Regions from separate parts of the Rattus norvegicus genome. Here region 2 is linked to region 1. Evidence: chromatin contacts called from public Hi-C data. All regions are on one chromosome and are shown on one strand. Each heading gives the region's core, a stretch centred on a gene start, on an enhancer-like site or on the middle of the called end of the contact. The rest is flanking DNA. Distances are from core to core; before and after follow the strand shown. Region 1 has its middle 120 kb from the start of Arhgap5. Region 2 has its middle 80 kb from the start of Akap6.

Evidence for each region. A called contact is a pair of places that touch in the nucleus more often than the background predicts.
Region 2: a Hi-C map of the A7r5 cell line shows a contact between it and region 1, with 4 times the contacts expected there. The contact joins two enhancer-like sites. A contact is called at or near these places in 3 of 12 Hi-C or Micro-C datasets (the A7r5 cell line, the Rat2 cell line and liver).

Annotation. Positions count from the first base shown.
Region 1 is chr6:75,587,585-75,591,879 of GRCr8, reverse strand. No RefSeq gene overlaps it. Among named protein-coding and RNA genes, the nearest start is that of Arhgap5, 120 kb to the left of the region's middle. Within about 2 kb of position 2,184, at least 30 of the 93 cell types and tissues checked have an H3K27ac peak or open chromatin away from gene starts, as enhancers often do. A contact at or near this core is called in the A7r5 cell line, where this site is marked.
Region 2 is chr6:75,837,831-75,842,125 of GRCr8, reverse strand. No RefSeq gene overlaps it. Among named protein-coding and RNA genes, the nearest start is that of Akap6, 80 kb to the left of the region's middle. Within about 2 kb of position 2,180, at least 28 of the 93 cell types and tissues checked have an H3K27ac peak or open chromatin away from gene starts, as enhancers often do. A contact at or near this core is called in the A7r5 cell line, where this site is marked.

The sequences.
Region 1 (4,295 bases), core at 935-3,434:
TGGTCCTTTTTTCTCTTTTACCCTCCTGACCTCTTGGTCTCCTGGCTCTCTCCCTTTTCTCCTTCTCTCTCCACACATGACTTCAGCTCAGGGAAATGTTCCCTCTGGAGTCTCCTAGATGCCCCTGCCTCTGGCTATGCTCTACCTTGTATCGACAATAACCTTCGGGGCAGTCATGACCTTCCTTTTTTATTGCCTTTTCTCACTCAGGGTACAGCTTTGTTCTAGTCTTTCCTTAGAACTGTTAAAACCAGTGAGGTTATGCTACCAGCCTGGGAAATTGTGACGCATATTTGCTTGGAGTGCACTAGCTCCCTCTGCTTGCAGGCACAGCCGCAGTCTGAATTTGATACCTTTCTTCTACTGCCCTGGCCACACCTGCAGGGCTGGCAGGGAGGCTTCCTGGGGCACCCAGGAAGCCCAGGAGAGGTTCTGTCTTCAGCTACTGCTGAGTTGAATTGTGTCTCCTAAAAAGGAGGGTAAGATCCCAACCCCCACTGCCAGAAATGGGATCTTATTGGAAATGGGGTTCTTTGAAGATGACCCACTCCAGCCCTTGATAAGTGGGCAGTACAGCCCCCACTCCAAACACACACACGCACACCCTACTTCCTAGTCAAAGCTGGGAGTCTGGGAGAGTTTGCAGTCTAGACAACCTATGTTCAGACTGGCTTGGTTCAGAGCTGAGTGTGACCATCGCTCTTTCTGAAAAGTTGTAGAGGGCAGTGGGCAGGGCTTCACAAGTTCACGTAGACCCTGATGCCTGCCTGCCGTGAGTTAGCAGAGGAAAGAGACCACTGAGCAAGAAGAAGGAAGTGGAAGGGAGAGAAGAAAGTGAGCTGCTTGTGGGGAGGGGGAGGCAGGGAGTTGGGTCCCAGAGTTGTTCTTTCTTGAGCCAGACCTCCCTGGGCTCCCAGCCATGTGCCTTTTAGTAACTCCCCCTCCCCTTTCCCCTGGCAATTCATTCTTTTTTTTTTTTTTTGTGCCTAACATGACCTGGGAATGATGGCCCGAAAAGGAAACTCCAGTCCCTAGACAACAATGTATAGTAGAAGAACGACTTTATCCGGCCCACATTTTTATGTTCCCTTGTCTTAGTCCGAAACAGGGGAGTGCATTAGTTAGAACCTTAAATCTCATGAATCAAAAAGCCCCAAGATATTGGGCATAAGATAAAACTGCTGTGGGACCCTGGGACAAAGTAGAAACCCCACTGAGGGGGAAAGGAAGGGACAGAGCAAGACATGGCCACATTGAAGCTTGTTGGGGCATGAGGGTTAATCCCCAGAGCCTAAACTGTTTAACCTTTTCCAGGGAAGGAACCTGATCTAAACCAACCCATATTTTATAAAGATTGCATTACTGCAGGGTGATGTGTTTTAGAAGTGAACAAGACTAGAAGAGAGAAACAGGGAGACTGTTCAGAAACCAGTAGTTCCTTAGAGGAAGACCAGACCCAGGACGCAAGAGGGGACATGTTTCCTAACAGGAATAAGTAAGTGAACGTGACAGCTATGGGAGGAGAGTGGAGATACACTCCCATGCAGTGACCATCCTGCAAGAAGCCAGGCTCTGGGACAGGGGAGCAAGGCAAACTTGGACCTTCCAGGCCCTCAGTCACTCCAAGAGCCACTTGCAGAGATTTGAGACAAAGATCCCATCCCCCAGGGTGGGCCTATCCCTGCAGCCGAGAGCACAGGCTGCTCCTACCCGCAACAGCGGGAAGTTTCTTTAGGCCTCTGTTGGCCTGGAGCCTCACACCAGAGCTCTGTGTTTACACATTCAAGAGAACTGAATCTCACATAATCATATATGTGACAAAGGCCTCGGCTATAAGCAACATTAATGAAGACAAATGAATCAGCCAAACACTGCAGTCTGTGTATCGGCTCCCAGGGCCCTGCTGCATGCTGGCAGGCTGCTTGGAGGGGGATGGGCTGGCTCTGGCTGTAGCTCTGGCTTTGCCTGATGGAGATGTATGAGATGCCTCCGGCTGGGCCTGGCCACCCTGACTGAGGCAGGCGAAGAGGTGTGGAGGGCATTTTGGGATTGATTCTAAGTGCATATGAAAGCCATCTTAAGAGAGGCCTGCATGAAAGGAGGAGTTGGCTGTAAGGGTCTAATGGTGTTAAATAAACACATTCTCTATATCCTGGAGGTTGCTGGTGAGGAAAGCAGCTATTGGAATTTTAATTCCAGCCAGACAGTGAGTAACCACACCCTATGAGGCATTTTACTGAGTACAATCCGTTATGCATACGGCTCTTAGCTAAAGTCCCTCTCCCTGCCCAGGCATTTTGTATCATTCTTCCCATCCGGTTCTCTTTGTGACAGATTAGAAAACATTCAGCTTCAAGACTTTTACTCCCATCTCTCCCCAGAGGATCAAAGTCGATCAAAAGAGGCAGACGTTTGTAAATCAGGTTCTCTGATCTCTGAGCTGTGGGGCTGCTATGAGAGGCAAGCTGGACAGCCAGCACCTCCACAGGCTGAGTTTGGTGCTTAGACCCATTCAGACAGCCTCCAGAAGTGAAAAGACAGCAGTCCCAAGGGGTTCCAGAAGGAGGACATGGAGCCCTACCTAGTTACCAGGCAGCATGTACACCCAGCTGCATGGAGTGCCGAGCTATCATTTTGGCATTTACTGCACGCAGTGCAGGAGACGGCATGACGGATCACCTCCTGCTCCTGGGGTATATCTCCAACAGGGCAAGAGAAAAGGGCATTTCATCAGAGTCTACAGAAACATTCTTAGAGGTTTCCTGACACTAATGAAGCCAGCCAATATCGTTGGGTCAATATGAAGGAGTTGGAAGCTAATTAATCAGGGTGGAGATGGGATTCATGGATGGCCGTGGAACAATGGAATGAAAACTTGGCAAGTGAGGAAAAGCCTTGCATCCAGGCAATGACATAGTACCATGTCCTGTCTCATGCCCTGTAGAAGAAATCCCAGTTAGGCGCAGAAGGTAAGTTAGGTAACAGATCCATCGTCACCAGCAATCTTCTGCGGGGAATTTTCTCTTAATGACGCTCAGATTGATTTTCCCATTTCCCTGGAAGGAAATGGAAGCGAAGAGAAAACATAAATGTCTTTTAATAATGCTAGGCAGGCCAATATGAGGACACATGTGTACAGGAGAAATGAACAATACCAATGACACGCTTGGGAAAGCAGGCTTCCCTGTGACTGAGTCAACAGAAGTGGGGTGAAAACTGGGTAGGGCACTATTCAATATGACTTAGCCAGCAGCCACACCCACTTAGTGGAGACAGAAAGAGACTTGTCACCTGGGGCTCATCTCTCAGTCCAATTCCCTCTTCTCCTAAGACAAAGGGTTGGACTGGCTGGACTCGGTGGTCCCTTCTGGCCTGCAGATGCTCCCCGTCACTATGATTTCCCAAGAGACGCCAGGGCATCATTAGCCCAGGGCTGTGGAGCATTGTGCAGTAGGAGGGTCCAGGACATCGTCTCCTAAGCCATGGTTAGATTTTACTTCCCTCCTGATTGTCCCTTGATTTATCAGAGTCTCAGAACCTAATAAAATGGTATCATTTCATCTTGAACCTAACATGGCGCTTTGTTAAGCATGTGGTAGCTCCTGGTTTGAAATGCACGGTCCTTCTGTGTCCTGATGGGTCAAAACCACTTGGCCATGAAGCCGCAAAGCACCAGATTCAGAGTCCTGCTGTGTCGCTACGTGGTTGGATGGTCCTAGACGGCCACTTTCAAGCCATTGAGAAGGAACTATGTGGCTGTACCAGAACTCACATGGAAAGATGGCCACAACCTGTTATTTAAATATTTTAAAGTAAATGGCAAGTAGTAAAGCGCTTTTTGCACAACCAAGAGGATCATAGTTGGAACCCTGGTTTAAAACTCAGAAAGCTTGTGTATGTGTCCTCTTTGTAAAAATTCTGGGTGTAGTAGCTGGCTCTGGGAAGACAAGGGCAGATAGAATCCAAGGACTAACCAGCCAGCCTAGCCTAATTGGTGAGGTCCAGAGCAAGTGAGAGGCTGTCAGAGATCAAGGTGCATGCATCATACCATCTACGTTCACCTCTGGCCTTCTCTCTCCCTCCCCCTCCCCTCCCCTCCCTCTCTCCCTCCCCCCCCCACAGTTTTAATATGGTAAATGACAGACAAGAGTCAAAAGATAGGAATTACCCAAGTATGTATTGGTGTACAAGAAGAAAAAGTGTAGTGTACACAACCAATTCTGAAAGAAATTCTGACACGTCCTACAAGGATGGTATCATAGCAGTCACAAACACCCTGTGTTCCACACACACGA
Region 2 (4,295 bases), core at 931-3,430, 250 kb before region 1:
ACGGGATGGGGGTGGGGGTGGGAGTTGGGGGCGACCACAACTCTACCAACTTCTCTGCTTCTCGCCTTTCAGAGCTTACCGATTCCTTTCCAGCAGGTGGCAGAACGCTCACATTGGAAATTCCTAAACCATCCAACATTTTTTATTTATTTTGTCTCTCAGAAGATCCTTGGTATCAGTTCTTTAAAAGCCAGCAGGGCTAAAGGTGTGATTAGCAGGCACATGTCTCTGAATTCAACCACCAAGGTGAAAAACATTTTTTGTAAATGGTTCACGTGTTGGGAAGGATGCTGCAAATTCTAAAACACATTCCACCCCACAATCCTATCTACATGACACTTTGGCTTTCACAGAGAAGCAACAATGGCAGAAATAAGCACAACACAGGGAAAGCCTGGGTGATAAACTGCAAAGGCCCTGTCAATACCCTCTACCCCTTAGACAACCCAGCAGGTAGCTTCTGCATTTAAAAACAGCACTAGCCCCAGTGAAAGCTTTGACTGGTCATCTGTCGCCTGTGTTTGTGAAGGTGTAATTTTAGTCTTTTCCAAGAACAAATCAGTCCATGGATTTGGCATTGCCTCTTTTTAAGGAGAAAAGTTGTGCGGTTGTCAGTTACATGAAAGAAAAACCGTGATTCAGTGTCTCTGTACTGGAATTCATATTTCAAGGCGAAAAGCCATTTCCTAAAACATATTCTAGCTGGATATTTCAGGTATAACACAAGTCAGATGGCTTGCTTTCTAGGACTAAGCATTTCAGTCTGCAGTACCCTGCCCTGAACAAGAAAGCTAATAGAAAATCACCCCATACAACAACAACATCAAAAATCCCACACCTCATAGTTCTTAAAGAAGCCACTGCAACTTAGGAATCGGCTACAACTGTGAGCTTTGTGAGTTGTTGTGAAAAACAATTTGAACTAGAAAAGTAAAACTAACTGGGCTTCTCTGAAACATAAAACAATCATATACACAGCGCCACTCTCAGATCTAAGCAGCTGCGAGTGAGAAAATGAACCCGGGAATGAAGGTCCTAGCATTAAGTATTAAGCAGCCTGAATTTGATTTTTTAGAGTCACACTTCCTCTTCATGTTCCCCTCTCTGCTTTTCAGTTTCAGTCTGGTCTTATCCTCCTCCCCAAATAACAGTGTCCCCAAGATGTCCTGGCTCTGTCCCTTCTCGAATGGTATCCACCTCGAGAGACCGAATGTTTTTTATTGCTGGAAAGAACCTGGCAGGAATCAATGCAGCTGCTTCTATGGGGAATGAAACCTGACCTGAGAAAGAGAGTCCTTAAAGTCACAGCTCAGCACCCCTGGGGTCAGGATTTACCCCATCATCACCATCCTGTCACCTCAAGGTTTGTCATTGTCACCAGTCAAAAGTACCTGGCTTCATCACGCCTTCTTTAGAAAACAGCCCTCTGGTGGACTTTTTACACTTTTTCAGAAGAGACAGACAGGGCAAGCAGGAGACAACATCTTGAACTGTGGGTACTTTCCATTTGAGGAATCCCGCTCTGCCTGTATGTGACTCATGCTTGAAACATGCAAACGCCAAGGTCTACGCTGTGGGCTGTGGCGAGCTGATCCTTGGCAACCGAACAAACTGTGAGCTCTGTGAAGTGGGGTCTGTTGTACTCACACCCATACTCCCTGATTCGTGTCTCCATTGCCACCTTCACCACCACCTCCTTCTTAGTTCCCTGTCTTGCTTGGGTCTAGTCCTTTTAATCAAAACTCTAGAATTAGTAAATATCTATCATCCATGTACACTTTGACAGCCTTTAGGTTATTGTTTGACATCTCTAGAATTTCAATTGAACCACCTTAGGGGGAAAAGACTTTTGCCCCCACAGTAGGCCTCCAATCTGAATGATCAGCTGCAAGACCTTCGTGAGCAAAGCCCTAACCACTCCCCCTGTGCACAGCCAAGTTTTTCGGTCTTTGGGAGAATAGCAAATTGCTCATGAGAACAGCTCTCTCCTCCAGTGGCCTACTGATTCCCTCCTACTCTTTGCCTCTTCTTAGGATATGCATTCTCTTCTAAAGTAATCTAAAACCTAACATCCTGCTGTCTTCTCCTTCCCCAGCTGTAGAGACCTAGAAAACACCACGATGTTGCTCATTTAGATCTGCCTGTGTTGCTCAATGAACACCAAGATGCCTGTTTGCCACGTCCTGCTCCAGCTCACCTCATTAGCTAGAGTCCTGTTTTCACCCTGTAACACACTAGGGGTTGCTGTTGCAATGTCCATGCTCAAGGAGCTTAGATGAGAAGTGACGGAGGCTTCGGAGTCCTGGGAAACATTCTAGCTAGGCCTCTGTCTTCACAAGATCTGTGCAGCACATAATTCCTGGACAAACCTCTCAAACAGTACAACTTAAGAGGGTAGCTGGACATCACCAAGCTGAGTGTTTGAGTGTAAGGCTCACTGGCACAACCACTTACCTTGATAACTGCTGGATGTGCCCACTAATCCTTACTTGCCACCACAAAGTTCTGCTTAGACAACCAAGAGGTAAATACTATCAGGCAGAATTACGCATACCAACTGTACCACAACAGCTGGGAAATACTTGAGTTTGTTCCTGCATTTCACAATCATCTTTCTTGGTATGTGATAGCTAAGACTTTGGGAAGTAATTCTTTATATACAAATAACTACCATCAACCTCTGTCAGCCCCCAGTTTAGCTGCAGCAAAATGCTCACAGATGGCCAGTCCCTGGCTTCAGTCAACTGTGCATCAATCCTGGGCAAATATGGGAGGAAATGGTATACCCTATATCGAAGGTCTTTTCAAATTTCTAGGCAAGTTGTCATGACAAAGGAAGCATTTTGATAAATTGTGGATTTTTATTTATTTATTTATTTTATTTATATGACACTGTAGCTGTTTTCAGACACACTAGAAGAGGGCATCGGATCCCATTACAGATGGTTGTGAGCCATCATGTGGTTGCTGGGAATTGAACTCGGGACTTCTGGAAGAGCAGTCAGTGCTCTTAACCGATGAGCCATCTCTCCAGCCCCAGATTGTGGATTTTTTTAAGGTTTAAAAAAAAATGAGAGAGAGACAGAGAGAGAGAGAGAGGGAGAGAGAGAGAGAGAGAGAGAGAGAGAGAGAGAGAGTGTTGGGGGGAGGTCTGATAACAATTTGTAGAGACCAGTTTCTTCCCCCATGGTTTTAGGTATGGAGCTCAGGTGGTGTGTTGTTTTTGTTTGTGGAGGAGTTGTACAAAAAATTTTAAAATTCATTAATGAAAAAATATCCACCAACTTACCTCCAAGTATGAACAATTAACATTTCCACACAGAGAATGAATCTTTATAACTTTAATTTTCTTCAAAACTTATTTTTAATGATGGTTCTTAAATGTTTTATAATCTCCCTTTTAGCCCACCACCCCACCAGAGGGAGTGGGAAAGAAAGGCTATGAGGGAAGTGGTCTTGCTTAGAAAGGTTCTTTGGTGCAACTCCCAACTGTGTTGTATGGACATCAGCAGTTCAGTTCACAGGTTAGCGGGCAGCAGCAGCTCTATCCACTTACAAACACGTCATGGATACACCAGCAGTCAAATTCAGTAGAGTCGAGTTAGCAACAGCAGTGACACAACCCAGAAGAGACAGCCACGCATCAGACTTGGCTTGAGTCAGCAGAAGGGACCAGAGAGGAATGCCTGGAAAAGAGCTCGGCTGCGCCTCTCTCAGTGAAGAAGAGAAGATCAGTGAAGATGCTAGACCAACAAGCATTGCAAGGCTAGATCTATAAGCAAGCCAAGCTCAGCCCACACCAGTGTCCATCAGCTCCTATTTATACCCTCCAAACATCACCTATCCTCCACAGGTCTTGCCTCCGCACATTCGTCTGTCTCAGTTGACATTACTCAGCCAATCAGCCCAAGTCTGTAGAAATGACAAGAAACTGCAGCATATCACCAGAAGGTTTTTGGTGGATTTCTATCTATGGAGTCCCAACAAACACAGCTCAACTACACAATGTAAAGTGAACCAATACACAAGTGTTGTTAGTAAAGAATTCATCACGTGTCCTTTCACGTGCTTGCTTTAGCAGAACATCCTTTCTCCTGTGTCTGCTTCAGCCAAACGCTCCTTCACGAGTTTGCCTTAGTATTTCATCTGTGTCCACTTCAGCTAAATGTTCCTTCACACATTTGCCCCAGCAAAACAGCATCCGACCAACCTTCCAAAGAACCCTTAAGTTTCCACTTCAGATGTGCCCCAAGAGAAATAAATATGGTATTAATCCAAGATGAAACAATATATCC